Linked DNA regions of Mus musculus: all the other regions are linked to region 2. The links are chromatin contacts, called in public HiCAR-type and HiChIP or PLAC-seq maps. All regions are on one chromosome and are shown on one strand. Each heading gives the region's core, a stretch centred on a gene start, on an enhancer-like site or on the middle of the called end of the contact. The rest is flanking DNA. Distances are from core to core; before and after follow the strand shown. Region 1 has its middle 56 kb from the start of Gm5420. Region 2 overlaps Sgk1 (serum/glucocorticoid regulated kinase 1). Region 3 has its middle 31 kb from the start of Platr6. Region 4 has its middle 53 kb from the start of Platr6.

Evidence for each region. HiCAR-type assays count read pairs that join an accessible place to other places. HiChIP or PLAC-seq counts read pairs in DNA pulled down with a chosen protein or histone mark.
Region 1: an H3K4me3 HiChIP or PLAC-seq map of embryonic stem cells shows a contact between it and region 2, with 45 read pairs. The contact joins two enhancer-like sites. A contact is called at or near these places in 1 of 39 promoter capture datasets (embryonic stem cells), 5 of 15 datasets of contacts at CTCF or cohesin (the NIH/3T3 cell line, embryonic stem cells, large pre-B cells and 2 more), 24 of 484 Hi-C or Micro-C datasets (the N1E-115 cell line, bone marrow-derived macrophages, cerebellar granule neurons and 7 more), 34 of 115 datasets of contacts at active chromatin or transcription factors (the NIH/3T3 cell line, astrocytes, bone marrow-derived macrophages and 13 more) and 4 of 9 other capture datasets (adipose tissue, embryonic stem cells, liver and 1 more).
Region 3: a contact with region 2 is called in a HiCAR-type map of embryonic stem cells, with 5 times the contacts expected there. The contact joins two enhancer-like sites. A contact is called at or near these places in 3 of 39 promoter capture datasets (the 3T3-L1 cell line and embryonic stem cells), 8 of 15 datasets of contacts at CTCF or cohesin (the G1E-ER4 cell line, the NIH/3T3 cell line, embryonic stem cells and 3 more), 90 of 484 Hi-C or Micro-C datasets (the BV-2 cell line, the C10 cell line, the C2C12 cell line and 36 more), 44 of 115 datasets of contacts at active chromatin or transcription factors (T-cell acute lymphoblastic leukemia, Th17 cells, acute myeloid leukemia and 19 more) and 6 of 9 other capture datasets (adipose tissue, bone marrow-derived macrophages, embryonic stem cells and 3 more).
Region 4: an H3K4me3 HiChIP or PLAC-seq map of embryonic stem cells shows a contact between it and region 2, with 30 read pairs. The contact joins two enhancer-like sites. A contact is called at or near these places in 1 of 39 promoter capture datasets (the 3T3-L1 cell line), 5 of 15 datasets of contacts at CTCF or cohesin (the NIH/3T3 cell line, embryonic stem cells, large pre-B cells and 1 more), 49 of 484 Hi-C or Micro-C datasets (the AML12 cell line, the AtT-20 cell line, B cells and 31 more), 32 of 115 datasets of contacts at active chromatin or transcription factors (T-cell acute lymphoblastic leukemia, a colorectal cancer cell line, craniofacial prominence and 16 more) and 4 of 9 other capture datasets (adipose tissue, embryonic stem cells, liver and 1 more).

Annotation. Positions count from the first base shown.
Region 1 is chr10:21,745,723-21,748,422 of GRCm38.p6, forward strand. No RefSeq gene overlaps it. Among named protein-coding and RNA genes, the nearest start is that of Gm5420, 56 kb to the left of the region's middle. Within about 2 kb of position 1,264, at least 27 of the 459 cell types and tissues checked have an H3K27ac peak or open chromatin away from gene starts, as enhancers often do. A contact at or near this core is called in embryonic stem cells, where this site is marked.
Region 2 is chr10:21,997,737-22,000,436 of GRCm38.p6, forward strand. It overlaps Sgk1 (serum/glucocorticoid regulated kinase 1), which reads left to right. Exons shown (of 14, transcript NM_001161845.2): 12 at 162-317; 13 at 424-513; 14 at 924-2,167. The coding sequence ends at 1,091. Among named protein-coding and RNA genes, the nearest start is that of Gm34267, 60 kb to the right of the region's middle. Within about 2 kb of position 1,300, at least 41 of the 459 cell types and tissues checked have an H3K27ac peak or open chromatin away from gene starts, as enhancers often do. A contact at or near this core is called in the G1E-ER4 cell line and embryonic stem cells, where this site is marked.
Region 3 is chr10:21,825,934-21,828,633 of GRCm38.p6, forward strand. No RefSeq gene overlaps it. Among named protein-coding and RNA genes, the nearest start is that of Platr6, 31 kb to the right of the region's middle. Within about 2 kb of position 1,403, at least 88 of the 459 cell types and tissues checked have an H3K27ac peak or open chromatin away from gene starts, as enhancers often do. A contact at or near this core is called in the G1E-ER4 cell line and embryonic stem cells, where this site is marked.
Region 4 is chr10:21,804,332-21,807,031 of GRCm38.p6, forward strand. No RefSeq gene overlaps it. Among named protein-coding and RNA genes, the nearest start is that of Platr6, 53 kb to the right of the region's middle. Within about 2 kb of position 1,345, at least 9 of the 459 cell types and tissues checked have an H3K27ac peak or open chromatin away from gene starts, as enhancers often do. A contact at or near this core is called in embryonic stem cells, where this site is marked.

The DNA of each region.
Region 1 (2,700 bases), core at 14-2,513, 250 kb before region 2:
ACCCGACGTTCATGAGACTCTAGATTCAACCCCCCCTTAATTAAATTCAATCAATTAATTCGATTAAATAAAATTAGAGTAAAACCATATTTGTGAAGATCATATAGGATATTGGTTTTCTCTTGACCTCAGCTGCCAGTCCACTGAGACTTAAGTATATAGCTCCCAGATGCAAACCTCTGTGTTTTGATGATGATAAAGGAGACCACTAGGGCAAGCTCTAAGGAATAAAAAAAAAACAAAAAAAACAAAAAACCTGTCTTTTCTACTCTTTGGTAGATGGAGTCTTCTGTTGAAGTTAAGGTCAGAAATGTTAAAGAAGATGAAGTGCAGAAAAAAATATTAAAAATATTTATTTTGCATTTGGCAGCTGGACAAGATTTTCTCACCTATTGTCTGATTAGATCCTTACAGTAGCTCCATAGGAGTTGGGTGTGTGGATTAGTCTATGCATTTCGGTAAAGGGAGGTCTGCCATTGTCTGTGCTTATCCAAGGTGAGATAGACGAACAATGGCCCAGCAGGCAACCTTCCTGGAGTCTGATCTCCGTCTACAGACAGCCTCCTGTTTCTCATTTAACTTTTATCACCTCTAAGGATGTAAAATCTCAGCTTACCAATCACTAGCACAAAGAAACTTCAGGAGAAAGGAGGAGGGTTGGATGCTGGACATCCCTGCTGGGCCCAGGAATGTGATTGTATTATGTGAACGCACTTTGAGAGTTACAAGACAATCTGTGCACATACTTACTGTATTCTTGTATGATTAGTATTATGTTTTTTTTCCCCTGGGCTTAAAGATTTCATAAGGGAAACTCGAAATTTACACAGGTTATCTGGAGAAATGATGGCTAAATATTTAGTTATGGATCATAAAACTGATGGAGAAGTACATCTAAGTAGAAACAAATTTTAAGTTTTTGAGAAAACTTTGATGGAGTTGAATCCTGGGCATAGATCAGTGACTTGTATGTGGAGCTCTCCGATGGCAGATTATAATGTCTTAGCTCCTCCCATTCTGTCTTCTCAGACCTTCTGGTAAATGAACTCACGTACTCTTGTGATTTTAGGCACTTCAGAGGAACCCCTGGGTTGACGCCGTGTGAAGTCTGAGCTGAGCTGAGCAGATCTGAAGCCACCGCGGGAGGCTCAGGATCCAGATCACCAGCCTGCTTCTTGGAGACTGAAATGGGAGCACACGGCAGCCTGTCTCACCCCTTGCTCACTCCACGTCTCCTGGTATTTTCTTCCCTGTCCCCTTAATTTCAAGTTGCTAGCTGTAATCAGATCCTGCCTTGCAAATGTCAGACGTGAGCAGGATGAGGGAAGACATCGCAACAGCTGCCACAGCAGGTTCTCCTGCTGAGGTGTTAGACATTGAGTTGAATTACCAGAGTCCTCTCCAGCAAACAAACAAGGCAGAGATAAAGCTATATTTGATGTCGTCAAGTGCTCTGAATAAGAACGAGGTAACTCTTAACTTTTTCTAAAAAGTCTTGAAAGGAGAAATCAAACAACAGAAGACGTGTCCTTACAGACTCATCATTAATGTAGCCATCTGTGCCCCACTCCCACACCCATGCAACTCGCACTGATTGACGTCATTATTCTGCCTCTTTGACTGTTTGGACAGCATCTAGCAAAGGACAGGACATGGGCCGTTTCTCTTGAGTTGTGTCTCATGGGAGGCTTTGCGTCCTAACTAATCCCAACTACTATACCCATCAAGAAATTAAAACCTCTCAACCCACCTAGGAGTTCATGAACACCCTTGAAATCTCCCCAGAGGCTCTTCCCTATATAATTCAGACATTTTGCACTCTCCCCTCCTCCCCTCCTCCTTTTTTTCCTTCTCTCTCTGCATGCCTGTACCCTTCCTTTCATTCTCTCTCCCTCCCCTACACACACACACACACACACACACACACACACACACACACACACCAAGTCTCTCCTGAGGTAAGATGCTGCCTGTGACGACTCACGAATATGCTCTCCCAGTGGGTGTTAATCGGGCTCTAAAGGCACCGTGTAATTTCTTTCCTAAGAACATAAACTGTGCTTTCTAAGCGAGGATACACATCAGATTATTGTCTTTTCACAGATCGCAGAAACAAAACACAGAATAGCTTTAGAAATCAAAGTCCCACATCTACTCTATGAAAAATTACACTTCATAGCTACATCTTCTACTTTCACTTCTGTTGCTATGATAAAACAGCACCCTACTCAAAACCACTTAGGGGAGGAAAGGGTTGACTTTGTTTACTATGCCATAGCTTATCATGGAAGGATCTCAAGGCAAGAAATTGAACTCAGGCCTGCTTGCAATTCACACTTTGTTACCTCTAACCCAGGAACTCATTTCATAGCCTATAAAGTAGAGCAGGCACCGTGGAGGATGCTCCTTGTTACCTGGCTTCAAAGACAGCGTGTATTCCACCTGCCTAGGGATGGTGCTGCCCACAGTAGGCTGGACCCTTCTCCATCGATTAACAAGTGGAACATGCCCCACAGAGGTCCACAGGCAAATCTCATCTATGCAGTTCCTCAAATGAGTCTCTCCTACAACTCTAGGCTGTGTCAAGTTGACAGTTAAAGCTAACCAGGACACAGCTCCAAGCTTCCTCCTAACTCCCCCTTTTGGGGCATAAAACATATGTTAAGTAAAAAATTGACTTAACTGGTCCATGTTAGGCAG
Region 2 (2,700 bases), core at 50-2,549:
GCACGCATGCGCATTCTCTCTCTCTCTCCCTCTCTTCCCAGTAGGGGTTGTAAGATAGCCAGGGAAGGGGCCAGCTTAATACTCGGAACTCAGCACTTTATATCTAGTAGACACTAGACAAAACTTGAGTTGACTCAGAAGGAATTCCCTTCCTTTTCCAGCCCCCGTTTTATAGCCGGAACACGGCTGAGATGTACGACAATATTCTGAACAAGCCTCTCCAGTTGAAACCAAATATTACAAACTCGGCAAGGCACCTCCTGGAAGGCCTCCTGCAGAAGGACCGGACCAAGAGGCTGGGTGCCAAGGATGACTTTGTGAGTGTTGGTTGTCCTGCTGTCATGGGACCTTGGGGAAGAAGGTTGACTTTGTGACCTTGTATTGAGTTCTCCGCATCTAAATGAATATGTTTCTTTCCAACAGATGGAGATTAAGAGTCATATTTTCTTCTCTTTAATTAACTGGGATGATCTCATCAATAAGAAGATTACACCCCCATTTAACCCAAATGTGGTAAGTATCTGTGTGTTTCTGGTGTAAGAATAGCGAGACCCAGGTTTCTTTCCTGTCAGAATTTGAAGAAATAAGTACCAGATGCTATCTAACTCATAGACTCATTATCCCATAGGAGAGTTATATTTTTTGTTTTTTTTATCCCAGCTAGCTCACTGAATATAAATACATGTATTATAATTTCCAGGCCTAGAGACATACCTTAATACCTGTACCTCAGGAGACTGAAGCAGGGTAGAGTTTGAGGCCAGCCTAGGCTACATAGTGAGACCTTGTTATCAGTGATACCCTCTGGAACTTTGGAGCCTTTAGAATTAAGCTTCTAGTGGGGGATTATAGGACTTAAGGACTCCCTGTCCTTTGCCCTGTGCCCTTTTTGACGCTGAGTGTATTTCCCCTTCTTGTAACAGAGTGGGCCCAGTGACCTTCGGCACTTCGATCCCGAGTTTACCGAGGAGCCGGTCCCCAGCTCCATCGGCAGGTCCCCTGACAGCATCCTTGTCACGGCCAGTGTGAAGGAAGCAGCAGAAGCCTTCCTCGGCTTCTCCTATGCACCTCCTGTGGATTCCTTCCTCTGAGTGCTCCCGGGATGGTTCTGAAGGACTTCCTCAGCGTTTCCTAAAGTGTTTTCGTTAGCCTTTGGTGGAGTTGCCAGCTGACAGAACATTTTAAAAGAATTTGCACACCTGGAAGCTTGGCAGTCTCGCCTGCCCGGCGTGGCGCGACGCAGCGCGCGCTGCTTGATGGGAGCTTTCCGAAGAGCACACCCTCCTCTCAATGAGCTTGTGAGGTCTTCTTTTCTTCTCTTCCTTCCAACGTGGTGCTAGCTCCAGGCGAGCGAGCGTGAGAGTGCCGCCTGAGACAGACACCTTGGTCTCAGTTAGAAGGAAGATGCAGGTCTAAGAGGAATCCCCGCAGGTCTGTCTGAGCTGTGATCAAGAATATTCTGCAATGTGCCTTTTCTGAGATCGTGTTAGCTCCAAAGCTTTTTCCTATCGCAGAGTGTTCAGTTTGTGTTTGTTTGTTTTTGTTTTGTTTTGTTTTTCCCTTGGCGGATTTCCCGTGTGTGCAGTGGCGTGAGTGTGCTATGCCTGATCACAGACGGTTTTGTTGTGAGCATCAATGTGACACTTGCAGGACACTACAATGTGGGACATTGTTTGTTTCTTCCACATTTGGAAGATAAATTTATGTGTAGACTGTTTTGTAAGATATAGTTAATAACTAAAACCTATTGAAACGGTCTTGCAATGACGAGCATTCAGATGCTTAAGGAAAGCATTGCTGCTACAAATATTTCTATTTTTAGAAAGGGTTTTTATGGACCAATGCCCCAGTTGTCAGTCAAAGCCGTTGGTGTTTTCATTGTTTAAAATGTCACCTATAAAACGGGCATTATTTATGTTTTTTTTCCCTTTGTTCATATTCTTTTGCATTCCTGATTATTGTATGTATCGTGTAAAGGAAGTCTGTACATTGGGTTATAACACTAGATATTTAAACTTACAGGCTTATTTGTAAACCATCATTTTAATGTACTGTAATTAACATGGGTTATAATATGTACAATTCCTCCTCCTTACCACACAACTTTTTTTGTGTGCGATAAACCAATTTTGGTTTGCAATAAAATCTTGAAAACTATTTGCATAAATTGTGTCATGTGTTAACTTTGTATATATTGATAAACTGGATTTAGGAGGGGGGAAAATAATGGATCAATGTGAACATACTTTTGGTAAGCTCAGTATAGTAGCACACAATTTCCATCCCATCTCCATCACTTAAGCAGGGCTGATGCAGGAGGATTATGAATTGGGGACAGCCTGGATGGAAGAATTAAGATCAGCTCAGTTTGCCCAGTTTTTTGGTTTCTTTGTTCAGGGAGGGTCGGGTCGTAGTTTACTGAGGCTGGCTCGTAACTTCTGGTGGAGGACTCCCTAGCATGTGAAGGTCTGGGCTGGATTTCCAGCACTGAGAACATAGTCTGCATTTTCCCCAAGTCTCTGTGCGGCCAGTCATGAATCCATCCAAACAATGCAATAAAATAGCATTGTATATCAATAATGTTCCCTGTGTTGACTGTCTAGTGAGGTCCTATGGACAGCTTGTCCTTACATTTGGCTTAACAAGTGACAGGTAATTCTTTTAACAAATATGAGTACTTGGGGCTGAGCTCTGCTCTGA
Region 3 (2,700 bases), core at 153-2,652, 170 kb before region 2:
CCGCCTGCTCATCTTCTATGGCAGAACCAGTCAGTCCTTGACACAGATTGCATGAAAGTGGAGAGCTGGGCAATAATACTGGAGACCGGGTCCTATAAATTTCTCCCTTTTGTTAATTTCTTCATTCCTAATGTTGTGTCAGAAAGAGGAATAGTTCCTAAAACACGTCAGAAGTTTCTCTTTCTCTTCTTTGCCCCTCGGTGTTTCTCTCTGTTCACCTCCCCACAGAGGCTTGCTTCCAAACCGTACTTTACAAACGGACGTTCAACCACCCCAAAAGCTATTGTGTTGTTGAGAATAATTGCGCTGCACAGAATTAAATTATTTCACTATTGTAACAGGGGCTTAAAAGCTGGGATCGAATACCTCAAAGAGCCACCTAAAACTATTAGAGATTACATCATTCATCAAACTCTATTACCTACAATGCTGAGCAACAAAAATGAAGCCTTCCAGGTGTCATTTTTATAAAATAAAATTGAATTTATTTCCATTTTCTTGGTGAAATGGAAATTAGTTGTACAAATCAAAACAAGAGATGGTAATTTTGTCCTTAATTTTAAAAAAATACAAAATTAATCTAAAATTTTAGATAAAATTCTGTGTAGATGGTGTGGAGAAAATAAAGTGTGAAAACTATGAGAGATAAGTGAAAAGAAGTTACTAAATTTGGGACATGTATATATAAAATACATAAAATATGGTATTTATTAGTACTGCTGTTGCAATTCGCCCCTGCTCCTCTTCTTCCTCCTCCTCTTTCTCCTTGTTTCTTCCTCTCCCTCTTTCTTCTCCTCCTCCATGACCTCCTCCTCCTCCGCTTCCCCTCCCCTTCTCCTGCTCCTCCTCCTCCCCCTCCTCCTCCTCCTCCTCCTCCTCCTTCCTTTTTGAGACAGGGTCTTCCTGTGTAGGGCTGGTGGCAGAGCATGGAACTTGCTACCCTGGAACTCACAGAACCCACCTGCCTCTGCTTCCCAAGAACTGGGGTTTAAAAGGTTACATACACCACCACATCTGCAGCTCCAGGAAGACGTTGGAACTTTGTACCCTGAAGCTGGACTCAGCAGGTGCTGGCCTCCCCGGGTCTATTGTTTCTCCTGGAGAATAAGAGGTTGTAACAGATCAGCACTTGCAAGACAAAACAGGAACCTTGCAAGTTAAGGGTTCTGTTTGCGTCTAAGACAGTTAAGACTAAGTTTCTGTTTGCCCTGTGTTAAGTCCTTGCAAGTTAAAGTTTCTATTTGTAGTTGAAAGCAGTTCCTGTTTGTTGTATTAAATCCTAGTTAAAGTTCTTTTTTTTTTTTTTTTTTCCTTTTTTGTCCAGGATTAAGTCCTTGCAAGGTAAGGTTTCTATTTGTAATTAAGAATTAGTTCCTGTTTCTTAGAGCTGATGTAAACTGCTTGCAGCTGATATGATCCTTCCCCAGTCCTTCGCTTTTAGTGTGTCTTTCTAACAGTGTATAAGACCCACTCTCTTGCTCCTGGGAACACTTTATGTCCCTTGTTGGAGGGGCTTCGAGAGACCAGGAGGTGCTGCTCCCTCAAATTCCAACCCAGGGTAAGTCAGCTGGCTGGCCACTCCTAGGTGCACCCCAAACTAGAGCTTGATTAACTGGGCAGTTGTGGATCTGGCTTTGTCTCCTTGAGATTCTCAGGCTTAACATGTGGAGTTCCCCAGCCGTCTTCCCCTCTAACTTTCCCAACTTCTCCAGGAAACCCCTTGAGGCCGAACCCAACCCATGCTCTGAGGCAGAACAAGTTCCTTAAGTGACTCAGCTACTTGCAAATGGTGGCAAGAGGCAGGATGTCGGCATCCCTCTGGACTCTGTTTTTTTTTTTTTTTAAAGAGAAAAACTTCATTACATTTTAATCAAATAGGGATATTAATAAATGTTCATTAGGTGGGGTTGTTAGGGAAAATGTTCCATTTTAACCACCACTGGGGAGCACTCCTTTGCTCCCCAGTCACAAATGGTGGAATTTAGATCCTTTGCAACTCCTTAATATTTTGATTTTTATGATAATATGGCAACTTAAAAAGGTTTAAATTTAAATAACTATAAGTTTTTCAAAATTACTCCAAAAATTAAAGTGTGCTGTTCCAAAAAAAAAAAAAAGTCCTGAACTCAAGGTACAATTCCTAATCCCATCCATAATGCTATGTGTATGATAAATCATTAATAAATTCAATACAATAAAAGTAACATAGTGCCTGATATTTGGGAGACATGAGAGATTTTAAAAACATAGTTTGTGGTTGAATAAATAATACATAAGATGGAAAATTAAGCAAATCGAAGTAGCTCTCTCATATTCTTATTGCCTTTGCTTCTTTTCTAAAGGAGGTTTGTTAATGAACAGAAAGTAGCATAGCTAAGGAAAAAATAATAACTAAACAAGTGCATAATCTTCAGAGGGTAAGAATATGCATCACACACTATAAAAAGCTGGTAAGATACAATGAGGTATTTCAGTACATAAGGCAAATAGGCCTAATCTATATTTTTTCTAACCTAATTATAAAAACTAAGTGGGATCCAGGCCGGTGGCTCACACCTAGAATCCTATAATACACCTATAATGAGGGAGGCAGGAAAGGAGGGTCAGAAGCTCAGGGCAGCCTATGCTACATGGCAATTTGGAGGCCATCCTGGGCTGCGGAGAGCACATCTTTGAAAATATGTTCCCTTACAAGTAGGC
Region 4 (2,700 bases), core at 95-2,594, 190 kb before region 2:
GATATAAGTCTTTAAGTGACCTGACGTCATTATAATGCCATCTGCATCGTGATTTTAACAACGTTCCCCTTTTGTAGAAGTCATGGGAGAAAATACTCTGAAAGAGTGACCCGATTCACAGTGGTTTAGGACAGACAGACCTCACCTTACCCCATGACTATGACACCCACCTCCTAAGTTTCATTAAAACCACTTTCAAAATCCACGGTGCAGAACCAGCCAGGCAGCTCCCACCTCGGGGCAGCCCACTCCTGTCTCTCCCTGGAGTGCTTGCTTCATCTCGCTTTATTAAACTTTGACTTCCTCACTAAATAAGTTCCGCTGCTTTGCTAAATAAACCTCTGCGTGAGCCCTTCATGTTCCCTGACTGAATTCATCCCTTTGAGAAGACAGAACCAAGAGACCCTCCTTAGTAATTGCAACACAAGCAATCACCTGCTTCTATTTCTCCATGAGCAGCCAGAAAGGACTATTTTAGTGTTTTCTGCTGAAGACCTCTACCATGGTTTGGCTCTTCCTTAGTTATATTGTTTTAGTTGGGTGATGCTCTTACAGTATAAGGTTAACCGTTATATAGTATAAAGTTCACTAGTCCTTGGTACAGTCAGTGCTGTCACCAGCACCAGAGTGTCATCACCCATAAAGAAGTAGCTCCACCCCTTAGGCTAACACCCTGAACTGCTCCAATCCCAGACTCTGGTCTCTGGAATCATCACAGTTCCAGGACAGCCAGGGCTACAGAGAAACCCTGTCTTGAAAAAACAAACAAACAAACAAAAAAATTGATTGCTTAAAGCGGCTTACTACTTACAGAACTTGATTGGCAATGTTCCCACCCCTTAACCCTGGGAACAGTAGAGGCGATTGAGATCAACTAACAAATACGGAACTTTTCAGGCCTCTGGCCAACCAGTCTGACATCTTCAGACTTGGAGCTTTTTCCAGAGCTTTCTCCAGTCCTAGTGAATACATTCATTCTGATCGACTGGCTGAGATAGGAGAAGATGCCCCTTGCGGGTGCAAGAGAGGTGCATAGGGTAGTTGAGCAACAGGAGGGCTGGGGTGATGTTTTAAGCTAGAACAAAGCAAGTTTTGATGTAGTTGAAGGAAGGAGGAAAGAAGGAAGGAAGGAAGGAAGGAAGGAAGGAAGGAAGGAAGGAAGGAAGGAAGGAAGGAAGAGAGGAAGAGAGGAAGAGAGGAAGAGAGGAAGAGGGGACAGGAGGCGGAGGAGAGGATTCTGTGTACTTGTGACCAACTTCTGACAGCTGGAGAGCTGTATGCTCCTGTTCAGGCAGGAAGGGAGCAAGCAGGTGCAAAGGAGCCATTGGTGGGTTTGGTGGGTAGGAAGGTAAGGTGCTTTGCAACTGCCGCCTGCAGCTTTCTCTGTGGAGGGTAAGTCGTGACTCCTTGCTGGGAGTGGGTGTGGATGTGTGGGAGTGGGTGTGGCTCCTTACAAGAGAGAGATAAAGCAATAAGGCATCGCAGAGAATGAACCTTGGAGAGGAGCTGAGCATGTTTGCAGGGTCCCGCTGAGGTGCAGCTGAGGGTGTGTGCAAGGGTTCCAGTTCAGCGAGGTGTGCACTTCTCTGCATGGTCAGCAGAGCAGTTGGGAGCCCCTCTCTGTGGGGTTCTGCCAGGAAGAAACAGGAGCGAGAACAGGGAAACATTTACAAGAGAAAAGATTTCAGAGTACCCAGGAACACGGAGAACTTGAAAAAGTGATTTTCAACCTGGATAAGTCTTCTGCCTGCCCATCACAAAGATACTTTTCAGGAAGATTTAAAAGTTAGTGGCCACTAAAAATGTACATATCAGGAAAGAGAGTTCTAAGACCTAACACAATTAGTTAACAGGAACCAGCAGCCCTAGCAGAAGTGAGTGCAAAGAAGTTAGATTGATTTTGGAATATAGCAACTACTGTTTTGCTTTTTCTTATAAAAGGGGTTCATAGGCTTCATATCTCCATTTTTCCTTTCTGGAACTGAACACCCCTCCCTACACATACAGGAGGAGGCACCAGGCCGGGGTTTTCCATGATGTGGCCATTCTTAAGACTGTTGGAGTCCCAGTGACGTCTGACAACTTCTTAGCTGTCTGAAAAGAAATGCATAAGTTGATATGAATAGTATCAAAGAATTAGCTGAGCCTGGTAGCACATGCCTGTAATTCTAGCACTTGAGAGACAGAAGCAGGAAGCTTAGGAGTGCAAAGTCTTTTCATGTTCAACTGCAGAGTGAGTTGGATGCCATATTGGGCTACATAAGACCCTGTCTCAAAACAAAACAAGACTGCATGAGATTGAGTTTGTTTCTTTACAAGTTAACAAGAGCATAGACAATACAATACTTGGGGTGGTGAGAACAGAATGAGTGACGTCTTTGAATAGGTTACCTTGTCTTGTTGCTATGCCAAAATGCCTGGTAGGAAGCAACCAAGGAAGAGCGTCTGTTTTGATCATGTGCTGAAGGTATTTTCTGCAGTGGTGGGGAAGACCTTTTGCTCATATGTGGCAGCAGAGGAAAAAGTCTGCAGGTCGTTGGATGGCTTTCTCCTTTTTCAATTTTTCCTCAGCCTGGATCTGAGCTTAGGGGATGGCGCCGCCCATGTTGATGTAGTTCTTCTGTTTCCAGCCAACCACTCTATTATCAGCCTCACAGACACACCCAGTGGTGTGGCTCATCAGGGTTTCTCAATTCACTC